Regions from separate parts of the Mus musculus genome. Here all the other regions are linked to region 3. The links are chromatin contacts, called in public Hi-C and HiChIP or PLAC-seq maps. All regions are on one chromosome and are shown on one strand. Each heading gives the region's core, a stretch centred on a gene start, on an enhancer-like site or on the middle of the called end of the contact. The rest is flanking DNA. Distances are from core to core; before and after follow the strand shown. Region 1 overlaps Cass4 (Cas scaffolding protein family member 4). Region 2 holds the start of Fam210b (family with sequence similarity 210, member B). Region 3 holds the start of Rae1 (ribonucleic acid export 1).

Region 1 (3,413 bases), core at 133-2,632, 590 kb after region 3:
TGCAGCTCCGACTACCCTTTCCATATGTTAACACATCTTCCTCCAGATGGTCAGCAAACATTTACCTAATGCTGCTGTCACGTGGCACTGACCCTGCCCCCTCCCCGCCCCCAACCATCCTTCAGTGCCTAGGCACTCTTGGGGTCCAGAAGCTTCCAGGCCCTCTGTGGTTTTCTATCTCCCATACTTCCCCACCAGCCTTCCATGGTCTCTCTGGCTGAGGATTTCGGTCCTGCCCACGCTCTCCCCTCCACCCCCAAACACACCAGCAGCTTTTCACCCATTGAAATTCCACGCTTCTAGACTCTTCATGAATGCCACTTCCTGAGAAAAAGTGTTCTTTGATGCCACCCTGCAAACCAAACTGGTTCTTCTAGCCTGTTTAGGATCTTCCCATGTCTGTCTCTAACTCACAGAGGACAACCATCCCTCTGACTGTCTCCCACGAGAGCAGGGTTCACACCCTCCTCCCTCTCAGCTGTGTCCCCCGGGGCCCACATTAGCCCTTGGTTGGTTTCATGATGGACAGGGCAGAGCCACACGCTGCTGGGGCTGTTGAGTCTCTAGGAGATAAAAAGTCAGAGCAGGAACACCTAGTTCTGTCTAGAGTGGGAGACAGGCAGTTTCCTGTGACACTGTGGTGGCCCTTTAAGCACAATGTAGAAGGAATGCTCACAGAGCTGGAACCAGATAAATGCTGGAATTGCCCTGGAATGTGGTGTCATTGTTTCACATGGAGGCCTGCAGAAACCAGCTGGGTTGATGTGCTAAAGGGCAGGGTTACAGACTCTTGTTGCGTGTTGACTAAAGGCTCAGACTTGGTAAAGCAACGGGATCCTTTCTAGAGGTTTTGTTTGGCTTTCAAACTTTGCTTCTCTGCCGTCTAGGCTGACCTTAAACTTCTGATCCTCCTGTCTCCACAGAGTTCAGGGACAGTGTGTGAGCCACTACACCTGGCAACTTGTTCTATTTCTGTAGGAGAGTCACAATTTTACCTTGTTGAAAGCTACTTATTAGTAATTCTATTTATTACTTAGGGGTCTGAGGCAGAAGGATTACTGTTAGTTTGAAGCCACCATGGGACACATTGTACGTCCTAGAAGTGGGCTCTGAGGTGAGAAATCCTGTCTCAAAAATAAGAGAGAGGGAGAGAGAGAGGGAGACAGAGAGAGAGGGAGATGGAGAGGGGGAGGGGAGGGGGAGGGAGACAGAGAGGGGGAGGGGGAGAGGGAGAAGGAGAGGGGGAGGGAAGAGAAAATTGCAACTTAACTATTTATTTTGGGAAAATGAAAAGCAAACGCTGGCTTTCACCCTTCACCACTCTTGTGAAATCTACTCAAAGTGCTTTTGAAGGGAGGCTTGCCACTGAAGCGTGCAGCATCTATCTGGTTCCCCGTGAGTGTCACACTGTCCCAGCAGCTGTGGCTTCTTCTGGGGAGGAGGGGCATTTCCAGAGAGCAATGGATCTTTAGGATCATCCAAGCCAGGAAACATCTGCCCCTCAGGGCACCCACAGCTGCGCTGGATCACCAGCAGCTGCCTCATTCCTGAGATACGGTTGGTTGGTTTCCTCCGACTGCCTGCCTGCCTGCCGCCTGGCCACGTCTTGAAAAGCAAAAGTAACCTCTAAGTGTGTCACAGAACGAGTCCCTTCTGTATAGTAGTTCTTTATAAATAGCACAGAGTGCCTTTGGAACATTAAACAGGCAATTATTATGATTCCCCAATTAATAAAACAACTAATTAAGTGTCTAATTAATAATTAACCAATTAATAGCCAAGTGATTAATCAAAGTATGAATTAATTAGATAATTAATTAATTAATTGAAGTACTGGGGATGGAACCTAGGGCTTCACGTCTGCTGGGTAGGCAACAAAAATTCCCCTAGTGTAGGTCACCAAGTTTTAATAAGAGAGACAATTCCGGTTTGTTACACAAGAAGAAGGAATCAGGCAAGGTGGCCCGGTTCCTGTAATGGATTCAAGCTTTAGGAGGTGGAAGCTGGGAGTTCAAGGTCATCCTGGCCTATAGAAAACCTGGTCTCAAAAGGTCAAACCAAACCAAACACTGCAACAGCAACAGCAACAGCAGAAGAGGAGCGAACCCCACGTGGTAATTCTCGGAACAGAGTGAATTATATGGGATGAGACTTGGTTTTTAAGTTGAGTGCTCAGACATTTTACATCACGAACTCCCAGAATATTTCAGATGTGGGCTGTCTTATCTTCATTTTACAGGTAAGAAAATAGAGGATCAGCGAGGTCTAATAACCTGTTCAAAGTCCCTCGGGCTCTTGGGGTTGCTCCCCATCTATCTTTGACTCACATATCCCTTCTTGGTCTCCAGCAAGAATAATATAAGACTTGTGTGTGTGTGTGTGTGTGTGTGTGTGTGTGTGTGTGTGTGTGTGTGTGTCACACACACATCTAAGTCTGTCTAAAAACTGGAATTGCTCACAACTGCATTAGGATACCAGCTAAGCCCCCCGGTGGCTTTGAGGCCCCACGGTCCACCCTCAGGCCTGCTGATCCTGCCCTCATTAATGGTCTTCCAGCCATATTGTTGATTGACATTTCCATAATGCTTCCAGCCCGGGGCTCATCCCTTGCCATTCCACGTACCCAGAACATTCTTTCACCAGATCTCTTCCTGACTAGCTTCCAGTTCAAGGGTCACCTCTTCCAAGGCCACCTCCCTCTATGCAGAGTTGGACTCCCATATAAAGGCCCTATGGGAGGACATAGCGAGGCGAGTCATAGCCAGTGTGTCACGTAGGGAGGGGAGCCAGCACAGCAGCCCCCCATGGTGACAGCAGGCAGTGAGTCATCACTGTGCACCCAGGCTCCTGGCACCACTGTGCTCAGGGCTTTGAAAATAACACATGGAAGCAGTTGACCGCCGCAGCTATGCAACCTGACAGCTGTCCAGCGGTCGTCAAGGATGGCTCGCAAACTATTTTTTAATAGCGTGTTAATTTGGAAACGTTGGCATGGATACTTTAGGGATGATGCAGGACACACGACTGTCTCTGCTTCTTGTGGGTGGGCACACGGGCAGCTAGAGTTCACACATAAAAGGAGAGGTGTTCTTATTTTAAAACTTAGAAACATTTTGTTTTGTGTGCATAGGTGTATGTGCACTTGTGTGTGTGTGTGTGTGTGTATGTGTGTGTGTGTGTGCTTGCATATGAACCACAGCATGCATGTGGAGGTCAGAGGACAACTTGCTGGCGTCAGTTCTTTCTACAATATGGTCTCCAGATAGAACTCAAGCCAACAGGATGCAGCAGGTTTTTCCTTACTGCCCTTTAGCCAGAGTCTTCCCACTGGCCCCAGGGGGTTCTTCTTCATTCTTGCTTTTATGAAAAAAAAAATTAAACAGCTGTCCTGTGCATTCCATCCATCCTGTAGG
Region 2 (3,204 bases), core at 577-3,076, 650 kb after region 3:
AACCCTGAGCTCTGAAAGGGCTCCTTGTGTGGCGTATCTCCCCATCTCTGGCACAGTGCAGTCCTTGCTGTAGGCAAGAGGTTGACATGTCACTCAAGACACTTGATTTACTATCTAGAACATTTGGAGACCCCAGCTGGCCTCCCAGTGAAGGCAGGCAGGTTGGAGGTGGAGTGGGAATGCCGGACTGAGTCCCAGGGCAGGTCCCTCCCCCACAGTTGGCTTCTTGAGGAGTATCCTTTTTGAAGTACAAGCTCAGCTCCTGGGCTCTGGAGGCCCTGGGCGGTGTGACACGGATGACAGAAATCACTGGTGTCAGCCATGATGTACCAGATGCCAGCTAGCATGCTGTCGCCTATCACATTCACCCTCTGGGAAATGACTTAGTAACATCTCATTTTACAGACATGGAAAAGGGATAGCGTTTGATCAAAGTGATTGACTTAGCAAGCAGAGACATGGATCCTATGAGCCTGAGACCAGACTTATCCTTGCTGTAAACACACCTGTCAAGGCAGAGTGTGTGTTTAAGGTTAGGGTTAGGGTTAGGGTTAGGCTACCAACAGGGCTGATGTGGCAGAACAAGGTGAGAGGTTGTACCAGATCGTGAAGGCAGCTAAGATCTGAGCGCTAGAGAAGAGACAGTATAGGGCGGGGGGGCACACTACTGGTAGTCAGGGAAGACTTTCTGGAGGAGAGGGAAGCTATGCGGTGCCCTGAAGCACGGTACGCTGTGAGTATCCTGACTTGTGCTCAGGAGCAGAGCTGAGGCCAGTGTCCTGTCTGTCAGGCAGGAGAGAGGGGAAGGAAGTCCTTCCATCATTGTGCTCGGCACTCAAGGAAAGCGACCAATCCCTAACTGAAAAGCCACGGGAGCAGACAGTACTCAGAACTGCCCGATTCATGGCAGTGATCTTTCTTTCAGACTCCCCCAGACCTCGACGCTTCCGATCTACTACTTCTGAACTCCTGCTTTTTTTTTTTTTTTTTTTTTTTTTTGAGACCTACTTGAGATATGCTGCTGTCTGAATGGAAGCTGGTTTTCACTCTGAGCACTCAGGGCAAGTAACCACAACAAAACGGGATGGACTGCCTGCTCTGAGCCTGCTCTTCCAGCTAGATAAAAGGGTGGCGCAAGGAGCACAGGGAAGCGGTAGATGTACCGGCGGCACCGGCGATGCCGCCTCCTGGGCCCAGTGCCCAGGCCTCAACTGAACTTCAAAAGGAACAAGTCCAGGGGCCGGACTGGAAGTTCATATAGAATTCAGGCCCCTTGCGATCGGCTCGGTAACGCCACTGTTCTGGCTTTCGAAACTGGGGCTCGGCGGGCGACTCCATGACCTTGGGCAGCGCACCATTCCACTCCTAGCCTCAGTTTCTCCGGCTGCTAACTGAAAGAGATTTTTCTCGGATTCTAGGAATCTGAGAACTCAGGGACCCCGGAGGTGACCCGTTTCGGTCAGGTGCAATGTAAAAATTGTCCATTGGGGCTGGCCCTGGCACGGCGCTCCGGCCACTTGGGGATCAGGGTCCGAGTGGCTGTGGGGAGTCTTACCTGGCGGCTGAGACAGTCCCCGCGGGCCGTGCGCAGCAGTCGGGCGTCCGGAACCGGATGGGACAAGGCTAAGGCCCAGAGCGGTGGAGCACAGGAGGTGGCGGTTCCCAGGAGCCAAGGGGCCAGGGGCCGCAGCCGGGTGCTCACTCTTCCTGCCGGGCCAAGCAGCGTCAACAGCCCGGCCATGGCGCGCCGCGAGCGCAGCTCCAGTGTGCCCACTCGGGAATCAGCTCCAACACAGCGCGGTGGGCGGGGCCGAGACCGGGGCCTCGAGCTCCACCCCCCGACAGGCCCCGCCCCAACACCTTTAGGGCCCGCCCCCGGAGCGGAGCTGAGCGTGGGATAGGCGGGGCTCTATAGCGGAGCGCAGGTTTTGGGCTCCACCCAACAGCTCCGCCCTCCGCAGAAGCAGCCTATCCATGAGTGGGTGGGGCATCTGGAGACGCTCGCTCTCTTTTGTTCCCGCCCCTCAGCCCCGCTTCCTTGGCTAAGTTCCGCCTCCTGAAGCGGAGTGGGCGGGGCTGGGGACCTGCCAAGTCTATCAGCCTAGTTCTCAGGACCTCAGGCCAGTTCTTTGTGGAATGCATTTTCTCAGAACTTTCCAGGATTTTGAGTTTCCGGACTGTGGAGCGCGGCTGGCGGCTGTTTCAAGCGAGGGCTAATGCATTCTTTGTTTTTCCTCTCAGCCGAATGGGTGAAACCTGGAAGACTGATGCTTACGTGAATGCTTTAAAGAAGAAAGGAACTATAGAGGTTAACTCTCACTTGAAGAAGCCCTCTAAATGAGCCTACTATATCGCGGCTGTGAACATGAAAGCAGCCACTGTGGAGAAAAGTTTTGTACTTTCACAGATAGTTAAAAGTACACAAACCAGGTTGGTCAGCAACTCCGCTCCCATAGTGTCTCAAGAGAAGCAAAGACTCACATTTCTGTCGGACTAAAATCTGACAAGAGGGCACTCTCTCTTACCTGGTGACTATGCACTGCCTGGGGACTTGGGCCCACAGGAAGGCGTTGCTGGCATTAGATGTGGCCCCTCTACCTTGGACCTCTAGGCCCATGAGCCAAAATTAACCCTTCTGTTCTTATAACTTAAAGAAATAATAGTAAACTGTTATCTTGACATGGTGGTGCAGATCTGTAACTCAAGCACCCAGGAGGCTGAGACAGAAGGATTAAGAGTTCAAGGCCAGCCTCGACCCCAGGAGAACCTGTCCTACACACATGCTCAGAAGACAGCAATACTCATAGCAGGGCAGTCCAGATATCTGTCAGCTGGAGAATGGAACTTCCATCTGTGGATCACTTGCTATCCAAGCTGAGTTCCACCCTGGGGCCCAGGCAAGGTGGGGGTGGGGGCTGGGAGGTGGGGGGAGAGAGCCACAGTCTCCACAAAGTGCTCCTCTGGCCTGTACACATGCTCCCTCCCATGCAATAATAATAAAAAAATTTTTTTAAAGTAAGGCGTGAACACCTTCATCCTAGGGACAAGTCTCAGGACTGCTTTGCCAAATGGAAAATTCCAGCCACAAACACAACATGCAGGAGGATTTCATCTTCAGAGAATGCAAAGTTCACAGGCAAAATTCTGGACCCCCCCCCCCAAAAAGGTCAGCGGCTATCTAGGATTGTGAGTGGGATTTGGGCG
Region 3 (3,183 bases), core at 241-2,740:
CCGGGCCCTACCGTCCCTCGCCATGCCTCATCTTCCGGCTGTCCTGAAACAACAGTGCACATTCTCCAGGCTCCTCTGTGGCTGGTGAGTTGGCTCAGGTAGTAAAGACACTTGGTGTGCAAGCCTGGAAACCCGAGTTCGACCCTCAGAACCAACAGAAAGGCAGGCGAGAACTCCAAAGTTGTCCTCTGCCCAGATGTGGACTGTGACACGCATGCATGGCCATACACACAACAGGCAGAGAAAGTTTAGGGTTAGTCAGGTGAGCTGGCACAGGTGATCTCTGCACTTGGGAGGCAGGGTCAGGAGGAGCAGGCCATCCCTGACTGTACAGAAATCTGAGGACAGCCTGGTCTACAAAAGAGCCCATTTAAAGAAAAGGATTTGCACGGTCTAACACTGAATGTAATTGACAACTGTGTCGTTGCCAAGGAAACCATCTGTGCACTGTGACTCCAGACTCCCATATGCTTTTGCCACATTTCAAGCTGTTACTAAAAAGCAAATTCTTAAAACCCAGACTTCCACCAAGTCAGCCACCTCTCCAAAAGCGAGGCTAAGGCCCGAGCAATCCACAGCCTAATGAGGGTCGCTTCCTTAAAATAACAAGGAAAGGGAAACTGCAAGGAACTGTGGGAGCGCATTTGACTCCTGCTGCCTTCGAGACAGCCACGATGTGTCAGAGCCACCATAAGGTGCACATTCACGTCTCAGAAGACGGCTCGGGAGACAACTCTCGGGGCTGAGGACTACAAGCCTGTCTGTACAGGGAGAGGGATGCACAGACACGCAGCCAGGGCTATGTTTCTCCGGAGCGTGAGTTAGTCTTGATTTTCACCGGAAAAACTAACTCCTCCATCCTGGAGTTAGGAAACGAAACGACCCCCAGTGTGTGCTGGGATCCGCACGCTCCTCTCCCGTGCAATTTACTTGAGGACTTAGTTTCAGATCACCATGCGCACGTGAGAAGAGCAAGGGCGTACCGGGTGCCCTGCAGCGGGGGTGAAGAGGCGGTCGGACCTCTGGCAGGCAGCGCAGCCATCTCTCCAGCTCCCGTAGCTCTCAGGGGCCTTTCTCCTGGCTGACTGGGTTAGCTCGGGCTGCTCCCAAGCGTCCGACCACGCCCGCCGGCTCGGCCGTGCCCCTCCCATCCGCGCACGCCGCGGTCCCCCACCGTCCCCTCACCCCCGTGGCCTGGGCGGTGTGCGCACGCGGAGAGGCCCGGCCTACCTAGCGGAGCGCACGGGGTCCGGCTGCAGAGAGGGGCTCGGTCTCCTCACGCGGGCCCGGGCTTCCCGGAGGGAGCGCGGCGGCCGCCTGAGGAACACGCACGCGGCGGGGCCCGAAGCCACGGACCTGCTCTGGCGCGGGGCAGAGGGGGCGCAGCCGGGAGACCCCAGACCGCCGAGTCGTCCGCCTCAAGCCGGTGGAAACTGCCCCGTTACCACAGAAGCACCGCGCACGCGCCACGAGCCACTTCCGGGACTGCCCGGAAAGCGTCAGAGCACGGCGTCCCGCCCCTCTCAAGGCGGGCGCACATGCGCAGAAGCCCTGCTGAGGGCGAGAGGAAGTGTTTATGCCAGCAGTTGTGCGTTTGTGGAAAGTCGGCCAGCGCAGTTGCCAGGCAACTAGTTGAGAGAGGGCGTTGTTTTCGCGTGTGTATCGTTATATTGATTGTTGTTTAAACGTCTAAAGATGATCGTGGAGCCGAAGAGATGGCTCAGCGGCCAAGAGCAGTGGCTTCTTGGGGAAGACCCAGATTCTATTCCCAACACCTACTGGACGGCTCACAGGTCCAAGAGAACCAACACCAGTTCTTGGAGAACTGACGCCCTCTTCTGGTCTCTGTGGTCATTGCACGCAGTGGTGCTTAAACTTCTTCAGGCAACATACTCATATACATGTAAAAACAAAAAACAAACAAACAAACAAACAAAAAAAGAGTTCCCCAGCTCAGATCTAGCACTGTCCTCTGAGAGGCTGCCTACTTGGAACATCCCGAGCGGTATGATAAGGGGAATGGTTCCTACTCCCTGAGATGTTTAAGATTTATTTCCGTGCATGGATGTTGTCCCTGTGTGTATGTATATGCACCACATGCTTGGGGAGGCATGAAAACTGTGTAGGAGCCCCTGGAACAGGAGTTACAGATAGTCGAACCATCATGTGGGTACTGGGAACCGAACCATGGCTCTCTTCAAGAGCAACAAGTACACTTAATTACTGAGCCCCATGTACTAATAGGTCAGTATTAAGCCTGTTTGAAACACAAAAGTCCTGCTCTATGAAACATTCCACATAGAGTGTTTAAGGTGTCAGATAAAATGACAACATAGTTAGCTAGATTCCAGAATGGGGGTTCCAATGAACCAATCAGGGAAAGCGGTTTTAGAGAGAGAGAAAGGACAAGTGTCAGTGAGGAAGAACAAAATGTGATTGGTCCCTACAAAATTAGTTTCCTTGTTGGGCAACTTGGCAGGCCTTCCAATCCCTGCACGCAGGAGGTAGAGGCAGGGGGTGGGGGGGGGCGTCTCTGTGAGTTCTAGGCCAATCAGAACTACACAGAAATGTTCTGTCTCCAAAACAATTTTTAAAAATGTAAGGCAGGAACAGGGTTACAGAACAATGGAATAAAAACTGGCCGCTGGTTACCTGTCTTAAGGGACCTCAGTACAACACAGAGGAAACAGGCCTGTCTAGGACACTTGGTGATCATCTACTTACTCCCATCCCCTGAGAAGTCAAATAACAAGGTTTAGTTAGCGTACATAGTGTTTGGTTTGTCGTCGTCGTGTTTATTCCTGTTGGGGCTCAGGGGAAGAGTTGGGTCCAGAGTAGAGGGCTCCTTTAGGTTGGTTTCACAGGGCATTGTTACTATGACCTTCCCAGGACCCGCCCAGACTGATTCCTCTGTCTCCCCAGCCTTGTGATCCCTGTCTAAAGAATTCATTAACTAGCCAGCACAGCACACCCTTAGTGAGGGCAGCTGACAGTGACCAAAGAGGCTTTACAGTAACGGCCACAACCATCAAGCAGCAAACAGCACAGTTCCCTTTAGGGCCATGGCCCTTGCAGCACTGCATTATAGTCCTGCGGGGTGTGCTGGATAGTTTTATGCCAACTTGACACAAGCTAAAGTCATCTGACAGGAGGGAACCTCAGTTAAGAAAATGCCTCCATAAG

What was found. Hi-C and Micro-C count contacts between places; a contact is called where the count stands out from the background. HiChIP or PLAC-seq counts read pairs in DNA pulled down with a chosen protein or histone mark.
Region 1: a contact with region 3 is called in an H3K4me3 HiChIP or PLAC-seq map of craniofacial prominence, with 5 times the contacts expected there. The contact joins the enhancer-like site here to the promoter of Rae1 in region 3. A contact is called at or near these places in 1 of 39 promoter capture datasets (the C10 cell line), 3 of 115 datasets of contacts at active chromatin or transcription factors (acute myeloid leukemia, craniofacial prominence and embryonic forebrain) and 1 of 9 other capture datasets (embryonic stem cells).
Region 2: a contact with region 3 is called in a Hi-C map of rod photoreceptor, with 4 times the contacts expected there. The contact joins the promoter of Fam210b here to the promoter of Rae1 in region 3. A contact is called at or near these places in 1 of 39 promoter capture datasets (erythroid cells), 1 of 15 datasets of contacts at CTCF or cohesin (large pre-B cells), 4 of 484 Hi-C or Micro-C datasets (the G1E-ER4 cell line, cardiomyocytes and rod photoreceptor), 4 of 115 datasets of contacts at active chromatin or transcription factors (astrocytes, bone marrow-derived macrophages, large pre-B cells and 1 more) and 1 of 9 other capture datasets (liver).

Annotation. Positions count from the first base shown.
Region 1 is chr2:172,410,725-172,414,137 of GRCm38.p6, reverse strand. The region is part of intron 1 of Cass4 (Cas scaffolding protein family member 4); the gene reads right to left. Among named protein-coding and RNA genes, the nearest start is that of Cass4, 19 kb to the right of the region's middle. Within about 2 kb of position 1,382, at least 79 of the 459 cell types and tissues checked have an H3K27ac peak or open chromatin away from gene starts, as enhancers often do. A contact at or near this core is called in craniofacial prominence, where this site is marked.
Region 2 is chr2:172,344,199-172,347,402 of GRCm38.p6, reverse strand. It overlaps Fam210b (family with sequence similarity 210, member B), which reads right to left and starts at 1,826. Exons shown (of 3, transcript NM_025912.4): 1 at 1,556-1,826. The coding sequence starts at 1,741.
Region 3 is chr2:172,998,424-173,001,606 of GRCm38.p6, reverse strand. Rae1 (ribonucleic acid export 1) reads right to left here and starts at 1,490. Exons shown (of 12, transcript NM_175112.5): 1 at 1,231-1,490.